2 separate regions of the Sus scrofa genome follow, and region 2 is linked to region 1. A link is a contact called in public HiChIP or PLAC-seq data. All regions are on one chromosome and are shown on one strand. Each heading gives the region's core, a stretch centred on a gene start, on an enhancer-like site or on the middle of the called end of the contact. The rest is flanking DNA. Distances are from core to core; before and after follow the strand shown. Region 1 overlaps POU6F2 (POU domain, class 6, transcription factor 2). Region 2 overlaps VPS41 (vacuolar protein sorting-associated protein 41 homolog).

Region 1 (3,750 bases), core at 487-2,986:
CCCCATTCATTTACTGCTTTGAAATCAGCTTCAGAATTGCTTTCCATCAATTTAATTCTGAAATGTATTTTATTTGTAAAATATTGTGGTACAAGAAACATGGGATGGTTTTCATTTCTGGGGAAACACCACTGCTTTTGCAGAATGAATGTGAGTTTCTTGAAGGCTTCATTTTATTTCTGAGTCCCCAGCACATAGAAGTTTCTGGCACATACAAAGTGCTTAGCAGATATTTGTACAATACTGAATGACTGAATTTAAATGATAGCTATTTTTTTAAAGAAGACATTTCAGAGTTTCCTAAGCCAAACGTATTTCATAATAATAGGTATATTAGGCAAGACCTTAGCCCAGAATATTTTTAGGGTATCTTAGATGGAAACCTTTGAAAACGACTGCTTTGTCTTTCCCTACCCATGAGGGCAGTAGAATCTGTATTTTTTAAATTCTTTTCTTTAATTTTTATTTTTTTATGGCTGTACCTGCTGCAAATGGAAATTCCCAGGCTAGGGGTCTAAGTGGAGCAGCAGCTGCCAGCCTACACCACAGCCACAGCAACACCAGATCCGAGCTGCACTGGCAAGTTACACTGCAGCTCTCGGCAATGCTGGATCCTTAACCCACGGAGCGGGGCCAAGGATCAAACCCGTGTCCTTATGGACACTAGCTGAGTTCGTTACCACAGACCACAACGGGAATTCACTGTTTTTGCTACTCTTGAGTCATGCCATGCCTGTGACTGCATGTTCTGGAAAGTTTTGGCATTTAGACGGTGCTGCTACCTGTGGGCAGGAGGAAGGAGTTCATGTTATGTGATTTACTCATTCCAAAGGACGTGGGAACGTCTTGCTGAAAAAAAAAGAAGTAAGTCTTTTAAATTAGAATCACAATCTCTGTACTTGCAGTAACCGTAGCAAACGTTTCTTATTACCTAGAGATCACCCAGGTTTTTTTTTCTTGTGTCTTTTTAGGGCTGCAGCTTTGGCACATGGAGGTTCCCAGGCCAGGGGTCAAATTGGAGCCGTATCCACCAGCCTACGCCACAGCCACGCCAGATCCGAGCCATGTCTTAGACCTACACCACAGCTCATGGCAAGACTGGATCCTTAACCCACTGAGCACGGCCAGGGATGGAACCTGCGTCCTCATGGATACTAGTCGGGTTCATTAACCACTGACGGAACTCCCACCAACCAGACTTTTAAGACTTTGTTTGAACAAGTTTGACTTGGGATTTCTGTAACTTGCAACCAAAGGAATCCTAATTCCCTTAGTATTTGAAAAGTTAAAATAATCATGGTATTAACCAGTCTGTCGTGAACCCTCCTTTTCTTAACACAAATGAACATGCTCATTTACATGCTCACCACTTAACCAGAATGTCTGAGTTCAAGACACATTTCGCCTAGAAGCTCATGTCAAACAGTTGTTTATTTTTCATGGTACAAATTAAAAGTGACAGATCTGAAGCTGTTAAGAAATACACAAAGTGCAGCTTTACTGACCGTACAGATATTGCTCTAGATTAAGTACAGTTTTGTCAGTTTTTTTTTTTTTTCAAAACGTTAAGCAACCTGTGCAGATAAATCAGCTTTGGTTTCAATGTCAGAGCAAGTAAGGAGCTTTTAAATATCCAGTTTGGCTTCTTGGTCACAAGTCCATCATGTCAACCCGTTGTCATGATGCTTTTTTCAAAACAACCCAGTCTGTTTCCCCGCCCTCCTTCCTGCTGCTGCTCAGGGCACAGAGAAGCAGCTTGTCTTTGTGGTGCCTCCTCAGTGACCCGGTGGCCAGTCTGAATCACAGCACGTAGGACAAAAAAAACCAAACAAAAAAACAAAATCACTTCCTTAACAACAAAGAAACAAATGTGCCTCACATAATTTCAAGTTGAAGACAAGCAAATCACGTGACAAAAAGCTCATTACAAAATCTTATCCAAACATTTTACAGTCAAACATTGAAATGAAACTCAATTTCCTTTTTCTCCATTTTTTTTTAAGCTTGGTCATTAACTGGGTACAAGTAGAGTGCTGAGGTAAAACATTGATGAACAGTTTGTATTTCTTTTTTTTTTTTCTTAAAATAGTAACAGTTTAGTATTGCAAGATTGTCAGCAACATTTAGCCATAGCTATACAATGTGCATATACCTACAAATACTGAGCTTTGGTCCAGCGTAGAGAAGATGAGCAAAGGCATTTTACAATTTCTTTTTGGTTATAGCTTGAGTTCTTTGATACGCCTCTACTTGTTTTTGTTTTTTTTTTTTCCCTAGCTCCTTTTGTTTTTATGTTCTCTCTTTTGTGGAGTGTGTGCATGAGTGAGTGAGTGTGTGTGTGTGTGGATGTGTATCGTGTGATTTACAAAATAAAGAAACCAAAAACCTTGCAATGCAATGAAAACTCTTAACTGTTCACAATGCTTTTTTTTTTGATCGAAAAAGAAAATGAACCCACAAGTGTAAAATATAACATCAGTCATTTTCTCTTTTTCATCAAGCAATGAAGAAGATGAAGACGACAATAATTTAAAGATATGTAAGAAAAATATCGAAGCTTGAAATACAATCATGTTATGCCTGACACGGCTTTTATTTTTTGTAAGTGGCAACCTTAACCTTCAGTTCATGGAAACATAAAAACACTGAAATGCTGCTGGCATATGAAGTTGTTTACAAGTGGAAATAAGAAATGTAAATGAGGCGGTAGGTGTGGCCCCAAAGACTTACAAGTTACACAGTGTAATTTATATTCCTAAGAATCTGTTCAGGCACCTTTTTATGCCTTGTAGCAAAAAATTTATCTGTAAAAAATTAATATAAGAAGCATTACAACACCTTATAAATAATTTATAAAACAATACAAAATTATAAAACTATAAAAAAAATCACTGCACGTGAATGGTTTTATGACTGTGGGATGAAGGTGTGATTTTATTCCACTCTGGAAGATTACTTTTGTTTTATATTTTCACTGTTCTAGTTATACTCTCCCAATTATAGATCTCTGAACTGAGCGGGCCTTATGTAACTGCTGCTGGCATGTGTTTAAACATTTAGCATCCATCACATTTTATCTTGTTAACTTCTCTTCTTGGGGAGCTTTTCTTGATGGAATTTGGAGAAGGTCCTAGGAGAATACAAAATCTGTGTAATCAGTACATTATCGGATTTCTGGGTTGGTGGTGTTTGTGCTGTTTTGAGCTGGCCAAGCGGGTACCGGGATGTTGGTGACACAGGAGGTCAAGTTGGCTGTGGTCCAGTCGGCATCAGGCTGGCCAAATGGAAACCCCTGTGCAAGCAACTGGTTCGACTTGCAGGATTTCACTTTAGACTCTCCTTGCTGGTGGTCTGTCTCCTGATTCCTGTATGAATCATCTGGGGAGGGGACGAAGGGTGGGGACAGTCACACCATTGCACTGACGCCACCAGCACAGGGGCCAGCAGAAGAACCTCAGGTCCCTACTGGGAGGGAGTGTGTTAGGGGAAAACGATGGCGTTTCTGATCACTTGGGCAACTCGAGGTTGTTTTGTTTTGTTTTGTTTCCTCTCACGATTTACTTCTAGATAGTACTAATTATGAATTACTTATTCCGGAGTATTTGCATCTCAGCAGGAGGCAGACTGCCATCCTCTCTTGCCTGTTCCTGTAACGCAACGCCTTTTGCCTCTCGGCGCAGAAGACCAGGGCAGGTGCCGAGTGTTTACCTGCACAGCCATCCTCGCATCTTTGCCTTTCTTCCTGGCTTA
Region 2 (3,750 bases), core at 340-2,839, 560 kb after region 1:
TACCCTTTCATCTTTCCTGCCAACCAGCAGGGGACCTGGTCCCTGGAACGGTTTGGTCACTCAGGCCATCTATTCCTTGACCAGAGAGGAGAATTTCTACTTGGAATTTTGAAATTAGGGACATTCTCTCTGGATTGTAGAGCACGGAAGGATTAGCCAGTGGGACGTTCATAAGCATGTATATACCCCACTGCGATTGTGCCCCGGGTATAAAATAAAAATCGACACATCCTTAAGTGCTGCAGTTTTCTTTCCTGTAGATTGGGGATTTTACCCGCCAGGACTCTTGTGAGTGTGAAATGAGCGTGTTAAGTGCTAGGTTGCAGTGGTCGGCTTGTAAATAGAACTGTGATTTATCATCCAAACTTGGGCGTGGCTTGGGGTGCACAGTTCTCTTTTCATGTAGCTTGGCCTGGACAGAGCTTCTGAAAGCAACTTTACTGATAAACGCAAGGGAGAACAAACTCCCGAGGAGAAGTTGCAAAAGCAGAGGATCAGAGAAATTTTTAGAGGGCCCACTGTTTACAGTCGTAAAACGAAAATGGCACAAGTTAGCTCAAGGGATGTGCTTATGACCTTGTGAGTTTCTCCTCTCCTCCTGCTCTTTGGGTGGCTGGAGGCCAGTGACACTAGCTGATGAGAGTTCGCCTCCCCGGTGCCCCCAGTTACCACCTTGGAGAGGGCGCGCCCATCACATCAGGGCTTCTGTGTTTTATGAGGTTCTCCACTCGTGATGGCTCAGTCACAGTCACCTTTGTTCTTTCAGAAGCTTGGTCCTTCGTGGAGTTTCTTTTCTTTCCATTTTCTTTTCTTTTTCCTTACTTTCTTTTTTTTTTTTAGAATTCTTGTGATTCTGGTCTCTTATTTATGCCCACTGAATTAGAATCTGAGATGGAGTGGCTACTCAGTGAAGTAAGTCAGAGTGAGAAAGACATTGTAGGCTGTCACTCATCGTGGGATCTAAAAGTACGACACAGATAAACACATCCACGAAACAGAAACAGGCTCCCAGACAGAATAGACTGGCGGTTGCGGGGGGGGGGGGGGGGTTGGAGGGGGCGTCTGGGATTAGCAGGTGTAAACAGGCATATGTAGACTGGATAAACAACAGAGTCCCCTGTACAGCACAGGGAACTGTATTCAGTATCCTGTGATAAACCGTAATAGAAAGAAAAAAAAAAGCTGGCGATGGAGTGGTTTAGCAAAGTATCAGCCAGCTCCCCAAACCCAGTTTAGATGACTCTGCGGCACAGTCACATTGGGCCCTGGGGCACTAGGGCACCAAGCTGGGGCTGACCTCGCGGCTTGTCATCATTTGCAGATCAAAGCTAGTGCTGTGGTTGAGCCTGGTGTGTGGAACAGGGCTGAGAACCTGAGTCTCGGGCTCCTGCCAGCTCCTCGGGTACCTGTCATCTTTCCTCCTCAGCCAGCCCAGTCTTCGGGGACCCAGAAGCGTTTTGAAATGGAGGCTCTGTGCCCAGGACGTCAGCTCCATCTCACACAAAACACTTCCTCTTTCCCCAGCCTTTGCCTGGGCGCCCCCCCTTGGGCTCAGCGGGGCCACAGTTTGTCGGGAAGGGGGGAGGCGGCCGCAGCGTGCTCTGTTTCCCCTCTGTCCCCAGCCCGGTCTGGGTCCCGGGGGCCTGGTCTCTGCCCTGTTTCCTGCAGCGCTGGGAGCCGGCCTCCCTCAGGCTCCAGCTCCCCCGCCCCGATCTGTTAGTTTCCCTTGACGAGCGGTGTGTCTTCCCTGCAAGGACTTCACCGCCTGGGAGGTCCCGGCTTCTCTTTCTCCTCCCGGGCCCACTGTCCCCTAACCCCTCCTGGCCTCTGAGGCCGGTGGTGCGGAGTCTTCTCCCAGGCCACTGTCGCGGGGCCCTAATGGTGGGACTGGGGCTTGGTGGGGGTTTGTGCAGAGAGTGGGGAGTGGGGGCTAAAATTGCACCGGGGACCAGCTTGGGGTGGGCTTGGATGAGCTTCCTGAGGAATCGGCCGTCTCCTGACTCCCGAGGGTTCTTTAAGGGGCGCGGTGACCAGTCAGAGGTGTGTTTTAGGAAGATGTTCCTGCTGCTTCAGGAGGTCACGTGTCAGGGCACTGAGAGCCTTAGTTAGAGCTGTTTGGAGAGAAGATCAGGTTAAAAGGGACCAGTTTGCAAAAGAAAGATAAAGTCAAACAATTGCTGAGTTTAGCTTTCAGGCTGTTGCCCAGAATTTGCCCAGCTAGTATACATTCGTGTCACTGGGTGCTTTCTAGCCCTTCGTTTTTGCTTCAAGCAGAACAGCAGAATTTTTTTTTTTTTTGGTGGTAAAATATGGTATTTACCATTTTAACCCTTTTTCGGTGTAACGATTCATTGGCATTAAGTACATTCTCGTTGTCACGCAGCCATCACCACCCCCCATCTGCAGCACTTTTCATCATCACAAAGTGGACCTGAAGCCGTGAAAGAGTAACTCGCATCTCGCCCTGCCCCCAGCACCTGCTAACCTCTAGTCACCTTTCTGTCTCAATCAGCGGAATCCTGTAATATTTGTCTTTTTGTGTCTGTTTCTTTATCTTAGGAGCGAGCACCATTTTTATAGCTTAGACTTCAGGGTTTGAGGGTAGATTCTTGCAAAGAGAGTGTGAAGTTAAAGAATGTTTGAAGATCCTTGACTATTTCTGAATCATAACCTTTCTTGAGGTTCAGCCTTGCTTCTGGGACCCCTCCCTGGGGACATGGCTTCCGTTTTCCTGTTGCCGCTGTCTCCGGAGTGCTAAGCAGGGGACTCGATGAATGAAGGGTGCTGAGAAGCAACAGACCAGCCAATTCCCGGAGGCACTCAGGCATTGCTGTGGCGGCATTGCTGTGCACAGAAGTATACATTCTCTGAGGCCCTGGCTGGATTTGGGGGTTCATCCTGATGCTGAGACGAAGTCTGAGAGGGCCCTGCAATAAATGCTCTCCACCGATACCAGCAGCCGCAGGAGGCTACTCTGAGAGCCTGATTTTCCTGGAAGACTCAGGTTTCTGAGCTTTGTGTGCCTTGGGGTGTCAGATTCTGCCAGTGTGTGCTTTCTGGTGGGAACCAAAGCGTAATTGGATGTTGAGTTTTCAGATTAAAATCGCTAGCTGGGGACTTAGGTTATTGTTTTAACAAAGCATGTAAGTGGGATGTTTGCCCTTCTATGCCACGAGCATATTTGAATGGATTCCAAACTAGGAAAAAAATTTTCCTTCGGTTTAATGTAATTTTTGGAAAACTGCCCGTTTAGAGTTCTAGAGGTGGGAAATAGGAGTCTGGCTGTGACTTTGGGGGCACATTTGTCAAAGCCTAGATTTGCTAATGCTAATACCTTAATATGTAGGAACTGTCAGGGATGTTGCAAGTCATTTAGGTTCAACCTCTAAGCCCCAGAGGTTGTTAGGAAATCTCAGAATGCTACGTGTGGAAACATTTAGCATCGTGACCCGTGTGTTATAGCTGTTCAGTGAAGATGTCAGAATCGTGACTGTTAATAGTAAGCGGACCATATCCGGGTCCAAACAGAGTGATCTGGAGGGTGAGTGGACTAAACCAGCGACGGGGAAGGTTGGCACCGGGGGGAAACCACGTAGGAGGCTCGGCAGCGTAACTGCCTGGAGACCTAGCAGGCAGCAGACGCATTGGGTTTTTTATGTGTCCTGTTAGGACTAAGAACTAAAAGTTACTGCAGAGAGATAGTGGCTCCAGATTAGTAAGGACTTTCTGATGCTTCGATTACAGTGACAT

What was found. HiChIP or PLAC-seq counts read pairs in DNA pulled down with a chosen protein or histone mark.
Region 2: a contact with region 1 is called in an H3K27ac HiChIP or PLAC-seq map of alveolar macrophages, with 6 times the contacts expected there. The contact joins two enhancer-like sites. A contact is called at or near these places in 1 of 47 Hi-C or Micro-C datasets (embryonic fibroblasts) and 2 of 2 datasets of contacts at active chromatin or transcription factors (alveolar macrophages and skeletal muscle).

What each region holds. Positions count from the first base shown.
Region 1 is chr18:54,743,420-54,747,169 of Sscrofa11.1, forward strand. POU6F2 (POU domain, class 6, transcription factor 2) reads right to left here. Exons shown (of 10, transcript XM_021079083.1): 10 at 1,414-3,750. Among named protein-coding and RNA genes, the nearest start is that of YAE1D1, 82 kb to the left of the region's middle. Within about 2 kb of position 1,737, at least 5 of the 83 cell types and tissues checked have an H3K27ac peak or open chromatin away from gene starts, as enhancers often do. A contact at or near this core is called in alveolar macrophages, where this site is marked.
Region 2 is chr18:55,307,277-55,311,026 of Sscrofa11.1, forward strand. All of the region lies in intron 2 of VPS41 (vacuolar protein sorting-associated protein 41 homolog), which reads left to right. Among named protein-coding and RNA genes, the nearest start is that of VPS41, 15 kb to the left of the region's middle. Within about 2 kb of position 1,590, at least 13 of the 83 cell types and tissues checked have an H3K27ac peak or open chromatin away from gene starts, as enhancers often do. A contact at or near this core is called in alveolar macrophages, where this site is marked.